Regions from separate parts of the Mus musculus genome. Here regions 1 and 2 are each linked to region 3. The links are chromatin contacts, called in public Hi-C maps. All regions are on one chromosome and are shown on one strand. The core of a region is the stretch at or near the end of the contact, and the rest is flanking DNA. Distances in the headings are between cores, read along the strand shown.

Region 1 (3,782 bases), core at 1,235-3,734, 750 kb after region 3:
GGTTTAGTAAATCACATTTGTTTCATTTAAATAACTTCTGACCAAAATAATAACACAGCTTTAGAAAAAGACATTAGGTACCCACTTTTGAAGAGTTTGTATAATTTAACACACAAGAAAGCCTTTAGTGTAATTATGTGCAGACATATACAAAGGATCAATGCTATTTATTTGGGCCACCCCCACCATGAAGAAGAAGAAGAAGAAGAAGAAGAAGAAGAAGAAGAAGAAGAAGAAGAAGAAGAAGAAGAAGAAGAAGAAGAAGAAGAAGAAGAAGAAGAAGAAGAAGAAGAAGAAGAAGAAGAAGCTCTAGCCATGCCTCAGCTTGCTGCATTAATTCTAATTTAGAAAATCTCCCCCACCGATGTGGGTAGGGGTTCCCATGGGGGCTCATCTTTTCCTCGTGTCAAAATTAGTCATTTAAATTAGAACCACGTTGGATAGCCTGGGTGCAGCCAATGTTGCGGCTCCAGTCCAGGGAGCAGTTAAATGTAGCCACCTGAAGTTGATTAAAACTTCACCTGTCAAAGCCAGTATGCCCACATTTGAAAATCTTTAATGTAATTAAGAGAAGCACATTATGGGAGGTCAAGTGACTTTCCTTTTGAATTCTACTTCTAATCTGTCGTCAGATGGGTGGAAATTGCCAGCTGAAAGAATTAATGGAAGCTACGAGAAGGAGTGCAGGCGGGGGTAGGGGAGTGGGAGGGGGAAGAAGCTGGTGGCAGGAAAGCCAGATGGAGGTTCTGCCTCCTTGCTGAGGTGAATAAGGAGTTTAGGGGAGCCCTAGCTTCTGCCATGAGACCTGGGGTGGAGGGTCCATGTGTCCTCACTGTGTGCACATCAGGGACTATAGGGTAGGGGCCTAAGGGTAGCTGCACAGCTCTCTTGCTTATCACCAAGGGAGATCTCTGGCCAGAACAGCCTGGACAGGCAGAGTGGAGCTGGCGCCGGCCTTCATCACCCTTCACTCAGTACTGCCTGATTAACATCACGGTTCAGCTTGCCTCTTGCACTGATCCCCACAAAGAGCCTGAGAAGGAGGGCAGGCACAAAGAGCCTCCCACTGTCCAGCCTCTGACCCCAGGCTGTTCCTCGGGAAGTACTTCTCCCAGGTTGGCAGCCATCAACACCTTAGGGGTGGGGAAGACCCACAAGGCCTGGGTGTGACCCTTTATTTCCTTCTGGGCCTACGGTTTCCTGGCCTGCTAAAGCCATCTCTCACTGTACTGGGTGTGGCCCAGCTCTGGAGATCCTAGTGCAATTTCAATACCAGAGTGCTGCCTTTGGAGATTAAATTACCCAGGGCTTTGCTGTGTGTTCTAGCCTGAGGGTGTTAGGGTGCCGTTGACAGAAGGCAGAGCATTTCTCCTTGCTGCCCCCCTAGCCCCACCCCTATTCTTTACACTTCGAATTTGTGTACATTAGTGGAGGTATGTGTTTGAAAAAGGGTTACATCTGTCAGAATGTTGCCACTGAAGATCTGCCCCCTTCCTTGGAAACTGACGTGAGAATAAGCAACACATGACATTTTGGCTAGGCTCCCGAAGAACAAAGTTTCCAAACTGGAGGACTTAGGCCACTCCCCTTTGACTTCTTCCTGCAACTTAACCAGGGGCAGAAGGCTTCAGGAAAGAGGGGGGCATGATGGTGGTGGTGGTGGTGGTGGTGGTGGTGGTGGTGGTGGTGGTGGTGGTGGTGGTGGTGGTGGTAGCATTTGAATTTTCTAGTCAACAGTGTCTCTGATGTTGTCTGGGAAGTGTGAACGTCTCCACGGTAGGTAGGATATACACAGTCTTTGGGACAGAGTGGACAGTCAGGTCAAGTTGAAATACGCATAGGCATCTTGGACTGTCTTAGACAATTGAGCATGTGCCCCAGAGGGTCTTTTAAGTTACTAGAATTAAGGGAGAGGTCACAAAGCGAATAAGCGGTTCTTAAAAGGGTCTCAGGGAGCCTCTTCTCATTCTTGTCTCTGCTTACATGTTCTTGGGCTTGGAGGCCTGCTAGTCTCCGATGAAAAAGAGAAACCAATGTTGGGATGGAAGAAAGATGGTAGGGAAGCGAGTGAAAATCCAATCTGAAACTGCCTTAAAGTTAAGTGAGGAAATCTGAGGAGAGGCATAGTCAGGAATCTTCCCTGTCCACCATGCTGCCTTTCTTGGCCAATAAGAAGATGCCTTCCCATCTCTCCCTGCTTCCTGCCTCCCTCCCAACACCGCCTCCCGCCCCCCACCAAACAAAAAACAAAACAAAACCAAACAAAACAACCGGAGCAGTGTTTCCGAACACAACTCCTTGTCTCCAGGTAAAAGCCAGCACAAGGTGGTGATGGGGGAGCAGGTTACCCCTCAGCTCCAGCTCCCCCACCCCCCTACCCCCTGCTTCCTCAGCCCCAAGGTCACAGGTAAAAGTGAAGAGTTCTTGCCAGCTTCTCTCAAAGAAGAAAGCTGTCTGCTTGCCATGGTAACCTTTTCCCAGGTCTGGGGCTGTGAGGATGAGGTACAAAGTTCACAGAGCTTCTCATTGTGAGCTCTTTTAATCGTGCCCCCCCACCCTACCCCATCCCAAAGCCACGGAGGCTGGTTTACAGCAGTATTTAAAGCTAAGATGCCAAATGAAAAGTTCCTCTTTTAGGTTGGTGCTTATACAAAGCTGCTTTGTGGTTTTTCTCGGCCTGTCAGACTTGTCAGGCCTAGTAAGAAAAAGTATATTGTTTCCAGCACTTGGATTCCTTTCTCCCTGACATCTGCCACTCTGTAAAGATGATAAATTCCTGCCTCATTAGCCAAGGGTGTGGGATTACAGGCTGACAACACATTAATCACCAGCCTCGGTGGCAGGCTGACTAGCAATAGGCATTGTTAACAAAACTTTTCTAATATGTCACTCTTCTCTATGACAGCGTGTAATCAATCATTGTGATTGACGGCGCTGATAGATTACACTATTTATACTTTGTGTAATGAAAGATAGTGTTTCCACCTACTGTCATTTCTGGACTAGTGACAGAGGATCGGTGAATGGAAACAAACACAACAACAGGGCAAGCCCTCATTGCCCCCCAAAATATCTACAGAAGTCTCCCACCTTCCCAAGCCTGGAGTCTAGTTCCTATTTCTGGAAATGAACACAGCCTCAGGACAGGACCTTCCTTGGTGGTGATTGTGGGATAAGACGTGATGGTGGGCAGTGCCTGGAAGGATACAGGCACTGTGGATCTTCAGGGAGGGCTGGTTGCAATGGGCATAGTCCCAGATTCTGTTAGGTCAAGTTGATACAGGTAGATTCCCTAGGCGGCTCTCTGTCGGCTTAAGCATGTACCACTGAGCCCGGGCGCTCCTCCTCTCCTGCCAGATGAGAGATGATTTAGATGTTGATAAAATATTTGTTCTCTCATGACTCTGAGGGCAAATATTATCCTTGTTGCCCATAATTGTACAGCACTTCATAAGTCAACAGCACCCGGAGTGAGCAAAAAGCCAACAGTGGGAGGGGGCGGGCAGCTGCTGCTGCAGGCTCTGGCTGGGACCTGTTTCTCCAGCCCTTTGAAGCCCAGAGAGTTACAATCCAGAGGGTACTAGGGACTGGGACAAACCAGCAATGCATTCTGCTCTCTTGTACCAGGTATTTCTGGGGTGTTCTTCCCATCATTTTTATTTTGGTCTAAAACAAATTTGTAAAGGATGCAGGCTATTTTTGACCCACTGGAAGCTCTCCTTTCAGCATAGTGGCAAGTGCGGGTGACGTGGGGCTGCTGGCGCCTTCTGAGTGGGGAGGGC
Region 2 (3,572 bases), core at 697-3,196, 840 kb after region 3:
TACATGAGGAAGAGTGTTCAGGCTGCCCAGAGATCTGCAGGTTGCCCAGGCGGTCAACATTCTTGCCATATGGCTGGTGTGGACACTGGAGAGCAGGGCAGATGTTTAATAGGAATTGTTGGTCGTGATTAAATCCTAAATAGCCACATACAGTCAAGACTGTGCTCAGAGGGAGATATTGAACCTTCTAAGACCTTCTTAGAAATAGGATCCTAGAAAGCAAAGCTTTGGAGAAAGAAATGAACTAGTCCCGTTGGTAAGTGTGGGAGCTAGGAAGTACTTGGGCTAGATTCAGGATACTTGGATCCTTTTCTTTGATAGCTGCTGTCAGCACCTAACCTGAGTGACCTGTTGTCTTTGACATTGACTGGGGTGCCTAGCCAGTCCAGAGACTCAGTCTGCTCTAACTAAATCACTTGCGTTTCCCTGAAATCCAGCAGCACAGCAGAGCTGGGGGTCAGGGGGAGCTGCCTCTTACAAGCCCATCAATCATTGCCTATTGAGTCAGTTGTCCCCACAGAGAGGAAAGTTGGCATCAGAACCAACGCTGTTCAATGGTGCTGAATCAAAGCTCAAAAGCATCACCCCGCATCTGAAGTGACTGTGGGTCTGTCGGTAAATACTAGGAGAAAAGACTTCCTTGGCTCTAATTCTAGCTCTCGGTTCTACAAAAGTAGATAAAATCTGTGGGAAAGATGAGTAAACACCATTAATTAAATGAGGTATTTATTCTTGGCTTAAATTAGAAAAATTACTTTAAGAGCAGAAAATCTCAATTAAAACAACCAGCCTGATTTTATTTTATTTTTCACTGTTCAGAAATGGGGAAGAGAGCAGGAGTAAAACAAATATATATTTAGGGATGACACCATCTTGGCATTTCCAAGCTTTCGTTTCTAAATATATTCTTTATCTGAGCTGTCTCCCAATACTTTTAATATAATTAAAAGCACATAATGAGTGCCAGACTTGTCAATTCCAACAACAAAGTGCTGAGTTTTGCAGTGAAACTGAGAGATCCATCTCCCACACATTGTAATGAATAGGTTCATAAAAGGAAAATAGTTTAATTACATTTTAGTTCATGGATTGTTAATAGGCTGGAGTATCTAAATTGAATAATGTGATTCTGGTAATAATTATGTGTAAATGAACTTGTTTAAATGATATTTTACAGCTTCTTTATAAAATTACAGCTAGAGGCAATCCAGTGATAGACAGACAAAGGCCATGCAAAAATTATCATAAACTATTAGCTTGTTTGCAAAGGGTTTTATGTTAATCTTTTAGTACTTAAAGCAATCTGCAATTAACATATCATGGGGAGCTGCCTCAGAGCAAAGGCATGCAAATTGAAGTGCTTAGATAAAAAGCCATTCATGTTGGGGGTGAAAAAGAGAGAGAGAAAGAAAGAAAAAGGAAAAAAAAAATCAAAGAAAGGGTGGTAAAGTGCTCAGAGGGTGCTGGTTGTATATCTGAGATTAGGGAGGTGTAATGACTGTATTATCTAACTATGGTTGTAATTAAAGCGTTTCTCTTGCACACATGACAATAGACACCACATTGATTTCAGGGTTTTAATTGTGAAAGTCATTTTATTTCAGGGCACAGGATAGGAATAGCTTGAATCAAAGGGCTAGAAGATTGCTTTGTTGATAATATGTGTTCAACAGCTGCCTGGCTGCTTAATACACAAGTGGGAGAAGGCAGCAAGAACCAAGTGGGAAGTGCTGAGGATTGTGAGTCTCCTGCTGGCTGCCTTTCCTTTTATGAAAAAGGCAGGGAGCTGGGTACTGAGTGTAAACAAACAGGCTTTCAAGCCTCACCCCTTCTTTCCTCCCTAACTTGGCAGAACAAAAGAAGTCTTCAAGGGCCCTGAACTAACTCCCCTTGCTGCGCCTGGGAAGCAGCAGAAGCTTATGCCAAGTCATAAAACCATCCTCGCTGGTGGAACTAGCACCTCGCTAATGGAGAACAAAGGTCTGTGAGGGGCTGTGGTAGCTAGGATCACACGTACCCTCCTGACAGGCACAGTTGACTGGGAGATCAGGTTATTTACATTACATTACAGTTCTAGCCACAAAAATCTTGCACTCTCTTAGTTTGAGTTTAAGGGGTTCCTTATCAGAGTCTATATACAAATTCCAAGTGGGAAATTAAGTGAGGGAAAGAAAATCACGTCCAATCCCAGAGCAAAGGGAAGACTAGCAGGGAAGGGAGCTAACTCAGCCGGGACTTTCTGCAGTATCACATCCATCACATCCATCGTATCCAGGGGTACTTTTTTTTTCTTAACAGTTCAAAGCACTGGTGAAACTAGTGAATTCTTTCCTTGCTACTCATCTGGAGAACAGCATATTTAAAAGTGTGACACTGCTAAATAATAGTAGACATGGTTTGCAGGTAAGTGTACCTTTAACTGATACAGTTTAAAATGACCAGAAACCAAAATGTAAAATAAAATAAAATGATGATGATGATGATGACAATGATGATTTATTTAGTGAGTATTGTCCTAAGCAGTACTCAGTTTGTTACTGACTCCTCATAACAACATCAAGGAGGTTCATGGAATGCTCTCCATTAAAAAAATAAATAAACAAATGGTACTACTAATAATAACAAAACTAATAATAAATAAACGGAAACCAAGGCTCAGAGAGACCAAGAAAATTGCCCAAGGTTGCACATCTAGTCAAGTGGCAGGTGAAAACAGAGGGAATCTTCGATCCTTTGGTAGTCTATAAAGTCCCAGAAGCCTATTCAGATTAGTGATTTATAAATAGAAAAATAAAAATATTATGAGAAAGCAGAATAATCTTCTTAAATATCTTGCTATAGAGATATGTAGGGGGTCAGTTTTGGTGATGTGAACCTTTACTCATAGCAGTCAGGAGGCTGAGACATGAGGATTGCTGTGTTCAAGATCACCTTTGGATATATAGTGTGTTCCAGTCTAGTCTGGGCTATCCAATGAGACCCTGTATTAAAGGAGGAGGTGGGGGAGAGAGGGAAGAAGGAGGAGGGAGGAGGAAGAAGAGGAAAAGCAAAAGAGGGAGGGAGGCAGGGAGATACAGAGTGAGGGACGGATGGGGTAAAATCACAGCTTCCTGATTTCTTCATTCATGGGATTCTTTGTTGATGCAAAACCAATATCTGAAAACCAATCCAATAGATGCCGTCATTCCAAAGAACTATGCTATCTGATGCAGTTCAGATACGGTCAGCCTATTTTCCAGTTCCAAACTCCTGGCCGACCTGACCTTGTGCTTAGCACTTTTTGTCATCTCTGTCTGCCAGCTCATTCCAGGTTGCATTCTTACATGCATGACCTGAGATTTCTCCATGAAAAAGAAGCCTACACAACCATGGTTCTAACATTTTTTTAGCAGAAGAAATCTTGGTTTAAATTGCATCTTCTAATGATCGTGAATAGGTAATGCGATTATGACATCAACATGGCCAAAATGCATGTAGAAGATTGAATATCTCAGGTTTCCCTCATATTCCACTGAAGTGCAGGAGGGCTGGTGAGCACTAAGGTTCTGGTCAAGCAGTTAGGGAATGCCCTG
Region 3 (3,879 bases), core at 68-2,567:
GGCAAGGATGGTAGTGGCCTCTGGGGAGGCAGAAAGGAAGGCATAAGGTTTTCTGCAGTTTGCAGTAGAGGGGTTCAGTACTCTCCTCTCTGTCTCCTCTGAAAACACCAATCTACTTAGATGACCCAGAATGGCCATCCCTCTGTGTCAGGATGCATGTATTAAAAACTATAAGCAGTTTTCATGACTTTTTTGAAAGTCACATTTACTCCCTGCTAAAAAGCCAAGGATGGGGACATAAATAGAAATAACTCCCTCTCTCTCAAAGCTCCAAGGTTAAGAGCAGGCCAATAATCCTCTGCTTTTGGAGACTATAAACAAATCCGTGAGGGCCTCCAGGCAAGGATTCTACTTTTATTTTGTGGTCCAGAAGCATTCTGGATTTGCCCAAGGCCTCAAATCTGGGACTGGAATGAAGCTGCTGGCTGCCAGCCCCTGGATAGACCTGGCCAATCTCTGTGTGAAAGGTGTGGGGGACTACCCCACCTTACAGAGGGACTAAAGACCAGGCCTAGGGATGGATGTGTGGCTCAAGCCAAATCCAGACAGGGGCCAGCAACTCCTCAGAAAAGGGGCTGAAGTTCCATTCAGAGTGTCTTATCTGGACAGACCTCCTTTCCTGCTGGGGGGAAAGGAAGAAAGAATTTTTCTCTGCTGTTTCTTCTCTTTCAGACAGATCAGAGTTCAGATGCTACCCCCTCCCCCCAGCTAAGTTCAACTGACAGGGGATTGTGGGGGGCACTATGAAAGGGGCCTTTACCCAAGTCATACAGGGAGCTGGGGGTCTTGGGTCACCGGCTCCGGAGCACCTGGCTTTGGATTTGGATACAGTTTCCAGCACACAGTGGTTTGTATTCATTCTCAGGACCTGAAAGCTATAATTGCAAGTGCTGTAAGCTCAAAGCCTTCACAGTCTTGTCACTGCTGTGGTGTCTCCTCATGGTGTCACTCACGGGCTGCCTCACTAAAATGTCAGGGACCCAAACCTCACTTGACCTCAGAGAGGCCCCGAAGGCAAAAATCTCGCAAGAGGACAGAGGCTCCAGAGGAGGGGTCCTGAGGAAGGAAGAGAGGGTCTGGCAAGGAGGACAGAGGGGCTGGGCGGAAGAAGAGGGAGCCAGGGAGGCGGGTGAGGGCCATGGCGAGGGCCCCTTGTCAAGGGTCTATCTGCAGGATGATTGATGCGAGCCCGGGTTTTTCTGTCAGCCTGTCACGGCGCAGGAATGTTTAATGTTCTCATTATTGGTTACGCTGTTGTGTATATTTCTCTGTCAGCACCACGGACCCAGCTGAACTGGCAGAGCACTTCAAAGGCCTGCGGGTCATTCATCATCCCCATGACGCCCAGGCAAACGCTCAGCTTCAGCTCCGCGCCAGGGATTTGTTATGACTTGCAAGCGGACTGACAGACAGGGCTATGGCAAGGAGGGGACAAGGGCTGCAGAAGGCCCCCTCCGACCCTTTTTTTGTCACTCTGGGTTCAGGGCCGTGCCTTTGTGCCTCCAAGACCAGCTAGGGGTGACCCTTCAGCACACGTGTGTGCTGGGTCAAGAGTACAGGGTAAACTTGGGTGAGGGGCTCCCTAAAGCACCCCAAATCCTCTCCCTGTCCTCTCTCCTCTGGATACTTAGTGGTATCCCCCCTAAAGTTATGCTGAAGTTAGGTAGTAGTGGTGAGGGGAACCCAAACTTGCAGGGCCAGGGAGGGGTGGGGGGGCAGGGAGAGCCGGGAACATGGGGGCTTTGTTCCCTTTCCCAAGCCTGACATGATTAATCGTTTTCTTCTGATCTAATTTTGGAACATGAAAAACAGCACATTTGTCTTGAAGAAAAATGATGTGCCGAACTGCGCAGATGGAAATTTCGAGCAACGAGAAAGATTAAAGTGAAACCCCACTCCTTAGACCTAATCATGAGTTGTAGATTATTCTGTCGGCCCAGCCAGATGGTAGCTCTGATTCCACGGCCCCTTCTTATATTAATGAATACTAGACTGTTATATTTGACTTAGGTAAGTGAAATGTCTATCAGAGCTAATGGGCTGCCAGCCAGCATAACACATGTTGTACCGCTAAGGGTCCTTGCTGCATTTTTCATGTTTTATACTAATGTAGAACATTTTGTTTCCTACTGGTTTTCATCATTGTCACTGTTTGCTAAATATTTTCGCATGGAAAGGGTGGGGGAGGGAAGCAGAGTCAGGAGGAAAAAGAACCCCCCCTCCCCAAACTTGTGTCCAAAGCTAATTTCCTCCCGCCGGGCTTGGCTATAACTCTGCAAGTAAAAACAGTCACTCGGAGCAATGCGTACAGGAACTCAATAGTAACGTGATTAAGTCCCTAGTCAAGGAGACTACACTCGACTCTATGTTAACAAACCTAATTATAGCCCTGTAGTGATAAATAGGGCCCAGGTCCTTGCTGCATATCTCTGAGGTCACGTTCAGAGAGCGGTTTGACCATCTCTCGTCTCTGGGGAGGGAACTGTCCTGGGGAGGCATCCCAGGCCCAGCATAGCAGAGAGGCGGTTCTCTCTGACCCAGTTGTTCAGTCCCTGGGGAGGGTGAGTAGATGCCAGGCAGTTTTCAGAGCAGAAGGTCTGAGGTGTAAGTAACTTTGGGCTTTGCTGCAGGAAGTGGGAACTGTCATCTCTGCCTTTCTCATCAGTGACCCCAGGCAAGCCTCTGAGGTGGTGACTCCCCTTGGACCAAGCAGATGATAGCTCAGATCTGCCTTCTTCCTCCCGACTTCTCTGAGCAGGAGAGACCTGGAAAAGCTTGCTGTTGTTGAGGAAGCCCAATATTCCTTCCTTAAGAAGGAAGGCGTGGTATCCTGGAAAACGGGGAGTCCTGATGATGGAACCTGAAAGCTGTTTGGGACAGATGACATGGGGTTGTGGATCATTTTCAAGGGACAGTGTCCTAAGAATAGAAGGGAACCCACATCTGTGAACACCACAAGATGCAGCTCAAAGCCTTGGCTGGCAGTAGGTGGCCCCCCTTCAGCTTCTCCTGCCTCATTTCTCACCTGTCCTCAACCATGAGCCCCACATTTCTGCTTCATGAACCTTTTTAGTGTCCCTAAGATTACCAGGCTCATATAGAACAATGTGCTCGTGCCCATTTTATTTCTGACTCTCCGAGCCCTCTGGCTTCTTTCTCTGGAAACCCTCTACACATTTAAAGACCCATCTCCCATGTCTTTACTCTGTCACATTTGGGGACATCCTCTAGATGTCATACTTAGGCACTTCACTCTCTGGATCCCCAGTAGGATTTAGCTGTGTCCCCATAACTCCTATGTTGAATCCTTGATATCTGACTGGTAGCACTGTTAGGGAGACCCTGGAAACGGCATGGAGCCTGGCTAGAGGAAGTAGGCTATGGCTGAGCGTGCCTTTAAGGCCATGGCTGGTCCTTAGATCCATCTTCAGTTTTGCTTCCTGTCTGCCACAAGGTGGGTAGCTTCTTTCTGCATACCCCCCCCCCGTCCCCCGCCACTATGTTTTAACCAGATAGTAGACACAGAGACAAGGACTGGAGTGACTGTGAATGAAGCCTCCTGAAGCTGAGCTAAAAGGAATCTCCTTTAACTTGTTTCTGTCAGGGAACTGGTCACACTGACAAGAGAGGAACTAATAACACCGAAGTAACACCAAAGCGGTCTTTTTAAACACTAAACAACTTTTAATGCTTACATTCTGGGAAGCAGAGGTAGGCAGATCTCTGTTAGTTTGAGGTAAGCCTAGTTAAGGTTAGCCAGAATCTCATAGTAAGACCCTGTCTCAAAGGTATCTATTAGCTTATATTAATTACACATAATAATACATTCCACTAAAATATTTTCATGCATGTATATAATGTATTTGGATCATCTTCACT

The links. Hi-C and Micro-C count contacts between places; a contact is called where the count stands out from the background.
Region 1: a Hi-C map of the HPC-7 cell line shows a contact between it and region 3, with 2.5 times the contacts expected there. The contact joins two enhancer-like sites. A contact is called at or near these places in 2 of 484 Hi-C or Micro-C datasets (the HPC-7 cell line and the N1E-115 cell line) and 1 of 115 datasets of contacts at active chromatin or transcription factors (pancreatic cancer cells).
Region 2: a contact with region 3 is called in a Hi-C map of uterus, with 1.9 times the contacts expected there. The contact joins two enhancer-like sites. A contact is called at or near these places in 5 of 39 promoter capture datasets (the 3T3-L1 cell line, the HPC-7 cell line, embryonic stem cells and 1 more), 2 of 484 Hi-C or Micro-C datasets (both in uterus) and 1 of 9 other capture datasets (embryonic tail).

The regions. Positions count from the first base shown.
Region 1 is chr14:22,646,992-22,650,773 of GRCm38.p6, forward strand. All of the region lies in intron 5 of Lrmda (leucine rich melanocyte differentiation associated), which reads left to right. Among named protein-coding and RNA genes, the nearest start is that of 4930405A10Rik, 110 kb to the left of the region's middle. Within about 2 kb of position 2,485, at least 58 of the 459 cell types and tissues checked have an H3K27ac peak or open chromatin away from gene starts, as enhancers often do. A contact at or near this core is called in the HPC-7 cell line and the N1E-115 cell line, where this site is marked.
Region 2 is chr14:22,744,430-22,748,001 of GRCm38.p6, forward strand. The region is part of intron 5 of Lrmda (leucine rich melanocyte differentiation associated); the gene reads left to right. The region is part of intron 1 of Gm30926 (a long non-coding RNA gene); the gene reads right to left. Among named protein-coding and RNA genes, the nearest start is that of Gm30926, 55 kb to the right of the region's middle. Within about 2 kb of position 1,947, at least 45 of the 459 cell types and tissues checked have an H3K27ac peak or open chromatin away from gene starts, as enhancers often do. A contact at or near this core is called in uterus, where this site is marked.
Region 3 is chr14:21,902,679-21,906,557 of GRCm38.p6, forward strand. No RefSeq gene overlaps it. Among named protein-coding and RNA genes, the nearest start is that of Comtd1, 56 kb to the left of the region's middle. Within about 2 kb of position 1,318, at least 70 of the 459 cell types and tissues checked have an H3K27ac peak or open chromatin away from gene starts, as enhancers often do. A contact at or near this core is called in the HPC-7 cell line, the N1E-115 cell line and uterus, where this site is marked.